Regions from separate parts of the Mus musculus genome. Here region 1 is linked to region 2. The links are chromatin contacts, called in public Hi-C maps. All regions are on one chromosome and are shown on one strand. The core of a region is the stretch at or near the end of the contact, and the rest is flanking DNA. Distances in the headings are between cores, read along the strand shown. Region 1 overlaps Gm12610 (predicted gene 12610). Region 2 overlaps Mtap (methylthioadenosine phosphorylase).

The links. A called contact is a pair of places that touch in the nucleus more often than the background predicts.
Region 1: a Hi-C map of bone marrow-derived macrophages shows a contact between it and region 2, with 18 read pairs. The contact joins two enhancer-like sites. A contact is called at or near these places in 4 of 484 Hi-C or Micro-C datasets (the C2C12 cell line, bone marrow-derived macrophages, nephron progenitors and 1 more), 2 of 115 datasets of contacts at active chromatin or transcription factors (acute myeloid leukemia and stem cell-derived neural progenitor cells) and 2 of 9 other capture datasets (adipose tissue and liver).

What each region holds. Positions count from the first base shown.
Region 1 is chr4:89,506,460-89,509,860 of GRCm38.p6, forward strand. The region is part of intron 7 of Gm12610 (predicted gene 12610); the gene reads left to right. Among named protein-coding and RNA genes, the nearest start is that of Dmrta1, 180 kb to the right of the region's middle. Within about 2 kb of position 1,787, at least 40 of the 459 cell types and tissues checked have an H3K27ac peak or open chromatin away from gene starts, as enhancers often do. A contact at or near this core is called in bone marrow-derived macrophages, where this site is marked.
Region 2 is chr4:89,163,474-89,166,729 of GRCm38.p6, forward strand. The region is part of intron 4 of Mtap (methylthioadenosine phosphorylase); the gene reads left to right. Among named protein-coding and RNA genes, the nearest start is that of Gm26490, 18 kb to the right of the region's middle. Within about 2 kb of position 1,423, at least 56 of the 459 cell types and tissues checked have an H3K27ac peak or open chromatin away from gene starts, as enhancers often do. A contact at or near this core is called in bone marrow-derived macrophages, where this site is marked.

The sequences.
Region 1 (3,401 bases), core at 537-3,036, 340 kb after region 2:
TTCAAATAATACATAACAATAAATAATAAATAATAGATGCTAATCATTCTGAAATATAGCTACAAACACACACATGTGTAAAAGCCCATTCTGGTGTACTAACATATACATATTTTATAGTACTGGGCATTGACCCTAGAGCCTCACAGTGACTATGCATTCCATCACTGAGCTAAATCTTCAAGCCTGTTTTTAGGTTTTTTTTTTTGTTTTTTGTTTTTTGTTTTGTAGGATAGTGTCTCACTAAGTTGCCCAGGTTGGCCTTGAATTTACTCTGTAGTCTAGGCTAGTCTCAGACTTGCAGTTCCTGCCTCTATTTCCTAAGCAGGCCTCTGATATGAAGACTGATGACCATGTACATTTTTTAAAAAATAAATGCATAAAATAACAAGAGGCCCTAAGCTGATTAAAATGAGTAATAGAATCCTAATAAGCACAAATGATGTTTAGTGGTAATTAGAACAGTTGTCATAATATGAAAATATCTGACATATTAGAGAAAATGCTCGTTATTATTCTAATGACCACAATTTCTGCTTTTTCTTCTCATAATAGTCAGAAATACTAAGTTATGAGACACCAGTTATAAAAACAAATACATAGCATTTCCCTACTCCATTTTATAGATCCTGTGAATGGAAGGGGCTATGGAGCCCACGTAAGGACCTTTGCTTTGAGCTGGTCACTTACTGCTGTCAGGGGCATGATGGCACCAAAAACCTGGTAATCTTTCAGACTAGGATTTCAGCTTTACTTTCATTACTGGATCCTCACAGAGATGGTGGTTCGAGGCCCTTTGATTTCTCTGGTTGAAGGATTTTGCCTGTAGGTGTCTGATGCAGATTTTCTTTTCTCACACACTGGCTACAAGGGTGACATGGGAGAGTTGCTCAGTGTGCCTTTGACACCATTGTCTTTTGGGAATCCCAGCTTCGGGGCTGTTTTTCAACTTATTGGCATGGAGTCCTAGGTCCTCCTGAATCACAAAGACCCACAAGGCAAATGCTGATTCTGGTCCTTGGATGGCTCTGTGGTTATGTGATTTCTCGTCACTTCTGATCTCTCAGAATTTCCCTGACTTTCTCAGATACACATTCATTTTTCAAAAGAAAATCACTCTACAAAGCTTCCGTTTTTGTTTCCTGTTGGATGACCTTCTCCTGAGAGGGTTTCTTTGGGTAGCTAGAATATTGTCCTGATTCTGATCAAATTAATCTTGCCTAATCCTGTTTGATGCTTGCAGACATCCTATGACATAGCTCATCAGAGATGAAGAGAGGAGAAAGTAAGCAGCCTTTTGGTTTGATCAATAAATGAGTGAATTTTTATGCTACCACATAAATGAGTAATGGTGTATTTTGAGGTTATGCGACATGCCATCACGTTGACGAATTAGGAATACCCCTCTTTGGAGAGAGTGGTACCTTTTTAACTTGCTCCAGGAAAAATAAAAAGAAAAAATAAAAAGAATTTATATACATTGCCATTATAAACAGTCTTTTAAGAGAAAAGTTCTCTGAAATGGACCCACACTGTCCTGTCATTTACTACCCCCTCTTCTACACTGCTAGGTGTGTTTCTCTTCTTCTCCTCTCCTCCTTCTTCATCCTCCTCCTCTCCTCTCTTCCCTCCTTCTTCTTTTTCATTTTATTAATTTTTTTTTAAAAAAAAACCAGCCTCATTATGAAGTTCCTGCATTTCTACTCTGTACCATGGCCTGATGGGCTCCTTGCTCATTTTTCTGGGGATTGCGAGGTGTCTGGTGTCTGTCTTGCAGTGTTCCTTGTTGAGATGAGTCACAACAGAAATGCAATCTCAGACATTTCTTCTGCCGTGCAGCAGACCATGAAGCAAAGCAGAGGGCAATCTGTTTATAAGTCAAACAACTACACTTGCAGAGAAAGCTAAGCAGTCAGCTTTGTCCAGGCTGGGAAGCCAATCTTACTGAATTTCTTTGCTTGGGCTACTACAAAATGAGCTCAACACAATACACAGGTCTACTGGGTCCCTTAAAGAAGCCTGCACAGGGGTTCACCTAAGCTGCACAAAAAATCTCCATCAGTTTCTCTCATCCCCCTCCCCCTTTCAATCGGCAAGTGTTTTGTAAGCACCTGCAGTGAGCAGACAGCAAGCAAGGAGGTGGTAAAATCCACAGGGAAGCATAAGGAAATGATTAACACGTTTGGTTTGTTAGGACTGCTAAGTGCAAATGGCCTTAGAGGCATAAAGCGCTGGCTCCACACATTTGTCTTTCTACTCTGCTGCCCGTATTTTTGCTGGTTTTCCCCAGCTGGCCTTGCTGGCCCCTCAAGGTTTTTCTTTTTCTTCATTCTTTTCCTGTCTTCCTGCGCATGTGCCAATTGATTACTACACATTATCAGTGCTTTCTCTCAAGAGCAGGCCATCTCAGGTCAGGCCCCTCATTCTGAGCCCTCCTAGGACTAACTGAGGTACTTCATCATATAGACACATTTCCCCCCGGAACTTCTCTCGTCTCTTTTCTGTTCCAGCCCCAGCAGTTTATACCTGCCCACCTGCTTTGGCTTTTTCTCTTGCTCATTTACGCACTTATTTATGTGTGTTAACTTCCCAAGAATTCTCTCTTAACATTTCAAAAGTATCTCTCATCTTTCATTATGAGTTGTTTGCAACTCCTACAAACCTAATGCTGCAAAATTAGTTCTTATATTTTTTGAGATTATAATATAATTAATTACATCATTTCCCCCTTCCCTTTCCTTCCTTCAAAGCTTCCCATAAACCCTTGCTTGCTCTTTCTCAGATTCATGATGTCTTTTTTATTCATGATTGGTGTGTGTACACACACACACACACACACACACACACACACACACACACATATATATTCCTAAATATATATGTACAACTGCTCAACCTGATTAATATTACTTGTACGTATGCGTTCAGGGCTGACCACTTCGTGTTACATAAGCAATAATTGGTTATTGGATAATTAGTGTGCCCTTCCCTGGGGAAGACTATTTTCCCATTATCAAGGTTCCTTAGTTGAAAATCTGATTTTTTTTTAATCTTCAACAACTCAGAAATATTTCAATATGTGTGGAAGTTTTTTTAAATTCATCTGACTACTGGGGCTAAATTTAGCCAAGGCATTGTCATTGTACAGAGTCAAACTTCATAGGCTTATTGTTAGTTGCAAGATGTGACTATACACAAAATAACCATAAAAGTTGTAGTCATAGAATAAATACCGATTGGCCAAACAGTGCATCTCCTCTCTTCATTTGTCATTTCCTTTCTTTCCTCATGTAATTATTTCTTCATTTGTTTCTTTACCTACGTCTGGAAGAAAATACTCTACGTGGCCATCATTGTTCCTAGTGCATGGGAGGTACAGGGTGGCATAGGAGGATGTGGGG
Region 2 (3,256 bases), core at 173-2,672:
GAAGGATATATGTAGAAATTGTGGGTGTGAGTCTTTATTTTAAACTTAAAACAAAATTCATAGAGACAGAGTAACTTCTGTGACTCAAAATACCAGGTCAAGCAATGCCTGCCCTTCAGTATCCTTACCTGTTAATGTAAGAGTTCTGCGGGTATTGGGTTCTGATATGTTCCTTCTCAAGCTTTTTGGTTGGTTGGTTGTTTTTTTTTTTTTTTTCCCAGCTTGTCCTCTTGCAGGAAGAATAGGAGAGGCCTGGGTTTGCTCTCGCTCTGACTCATCAGGAAAGTCCCGCACTAAATACATGGGCTGATATGATAGATGATGCCTATGTATTTCACCCTCCTCCTCCTAGAGACACAGCCCTACCTTGGGCTTCCCCGGTGATGTCATCGTTGAAGGCTGAGGTCTTGTAGGGGTGTGCTCTGGTGTCCACACAGGTCTTCTTTCATCTTGAGTGTGTCCACTAGAGTCTAACGGTTAGAAACGGACTCCTGAGCGAGATGACTTGCACCTGGGACCTCACCCCTGAGGAGTGCACAGTAGGGCCATTGTTTGAGGGTAGTTCTGGATACCCAGATTACATAATGACAGCACCCTGTCTAAAACAGGAAGGGAAGGCACGGAGACCCATGATGCAGAGTTTCCCAGGGGCCTTTGCTCCGTCCCACCCCTCTGAGAGGCAAGTGTGGACAGGACAGGACCATCCTGTTTCTCTGGCTTCTTGTGTGTGTCCTCACTCTGCTGAGAAAGTCATCTTCAATGTTATAAAGAAGCAGATACTACTGGGCATACACTCACTGCATGCCTCTGCCCTCCCTTCCATCTATAACTTGTGTCCGAGTTTTCCTTTTGTATCTAGCAAAGTCAACAACCCCCAAGAAGTAGTTTGTCCTTGGAGTCTGCTCTGGAATCTAGTTTCGTTAGAGCTCTTCACAGTCTCACCACATTCCTGTTGTAACAACTGAGCTGTGGAGCTGAGTGCCATGGTCAGTTAATGGCAGGCACTCCGTGATCATCCTCTGATTGATGCTTGAGAAGACCTAGGGACAGAGATGCTGCTACATACTAGCAAGTGGACCCAAACTCAGGTGATTCGAGCCTGTCCCCTCAGCTCCCGCTCTCCCGCCCCAGTGAGATGGCTCAGATTTTGTAACTGTCTTCTGGCACTTACTCGTTTGTAACACTGCCACACCCTCAGTGAGCCTGGCTGGAGCCACCTGTCCCTCTTCTGTCTCTGAGTCTCCATCACAACATCTTGTTCCGTGTGCATGCTCAAGCCTACCTTCTCTCCCTGCAAGCATTCTGGACAGTTCTCCCCCTTTCCACCTGACAGCCCCTTTAGCTGCTTTCTATAGCTTCCTGTAAATAAGACATGAACTGGCCACAAGTGATGTCTAGGGGGCTGTCCTCTGGGCTTTGGAAAGCAGAAGTTAAACTGGCAGAAATGATGTTCTGATTAGCTATTCTCATAGACTGACTCAGCCCTTCCTATAACTTGGTGTAAATTGTTCCAACTTGTGGATACGTGCTTTGTTAACTCTTGCCACTTTTCTAGGAATGGTTTCTGTTTTGAGGTTTTTTTGGGGAGGTTGGTTTTTTTTGAGACAGGGTTTCTCTGTGTAGCCCGCTGGCCTTGAACTCAGAAATCCACCTGCCTCTGCCTCCTGAGTGCTGGGATTAAAGGCGTGCACCACCACGCCCAGCTCTAGGAATGGTTTCTCACATAAGTTCATATTTAGAAAGCCCCGAAACTTTGCTTGTTTCTCTTTTTCCAAGTGAATGTGAGTGATTATGATGCAATAGACAGGAAGACAAGTTAGCTGTGAATAATTCAGGAGTGAAAGAAAATGTCACATTCCACTCTTAGGAACTGGCAATTTCTTAAATATAACTATTGCTGTTCAAAGTGGACATTTTTAAAAAGGTCATCTGACCCACTAGTGGAATTTAAAATGCTAAAGCTTTTCTAGCCAACTTTTTTCCATTTACAGTTTACAATCCTAAGCATAAAAGCACACAGTGGTACTTTTTCCTGCATATAGTATATCTATGTGTGGCTATTGTTTCCCCGGTAAACAGATAAAACCACTTACATCAACCTGGAACAAGTTGGAACACTTGGGAACCAATAACAGCATTAGTAAATGTTACTGTCCCTTTTTACACACAGACAGACTGAGATTCTAGGACTGTCTCTTTCAGAGTCTTGAGCAAAGGCTTCATTGATGCAGTGTTGAAATCCTAACCCTTAAGGGAACGAGGTCAGATTTGTTCCTGCAACTCCCATCAGAGTTAAGATTTCTGTGATTGTCATTTTTGTATTGTTTTTTTTTTTCTTTTTTGAAGATTTTTTTTAAAAGAATCATTTATTGTATTTTATGGATATGAACTTTGCCTGTGTGTATGTGTGTGCACTGCATCTGTGCGGTCAGAAAAATGTGTTAAATCTCTTGGAACTAGAGTTGTAGATGGTTATGAGCTACCATGTGATGCTAGGAACCAAACTCAGGTCTTCTGTAACCAACAAGTACTTTAAACACTCCCAAGAATCATGTTTGTTCTTATGTTGCCTAGTGTACTGTTAGCAAGATCTCATTAGCAGACTATAAGGAGGAATAACGAAGCCTCTTCATTGAACAGTCTCATCACTGAGGTTTAAACATCCATTAGGTTCGTTCATTTGTTCGTTCGTTCGTTTGTTCTTTTTTTCTGTGTTGTTGTTGTTGTTGTTACAGTTGTTAAACAATTGGGAATACTCCTGAGATTGAAATGATCCTAATGAATGGAAGAATCTTCCCCAGAAACCATCCTTGTGAGCAAAGCCATGTCACCTTGCAGGCACTTATGCCAGGGCTTGCTAGAGACAGAGGCCGCATTTGGAACCTACCTCAGAAGTTGTGATGGTTTTGTTTCTTGGAAAAGAAGTGTGTTTCTGTCTGATGCATTTTTAGCTTCACATTTCTTCATGGGAAAGCGTTGACTTAACACTTTCAAGCTAATTCAAAGGTGTCTACTTAAGAAACAACCTACCAGGGGCTGGCCAGATGGCTCAGTGGGTAAGAGCATTGACTGCTCTTCCAAAGGTCCTGAGTTCAAATCCCAGCAACCAGATGGTGACTCACAACCATCTATAATGAGATCTGAATTCCTCTTCTGGTGTGTCTGAAGACAGCTACAGAGTACTTATGAATAATAATAATAATAAATAAATCTTTGGACTGGAGCAAGCAGAGGTCCTAAAACAAAAATTTCAATT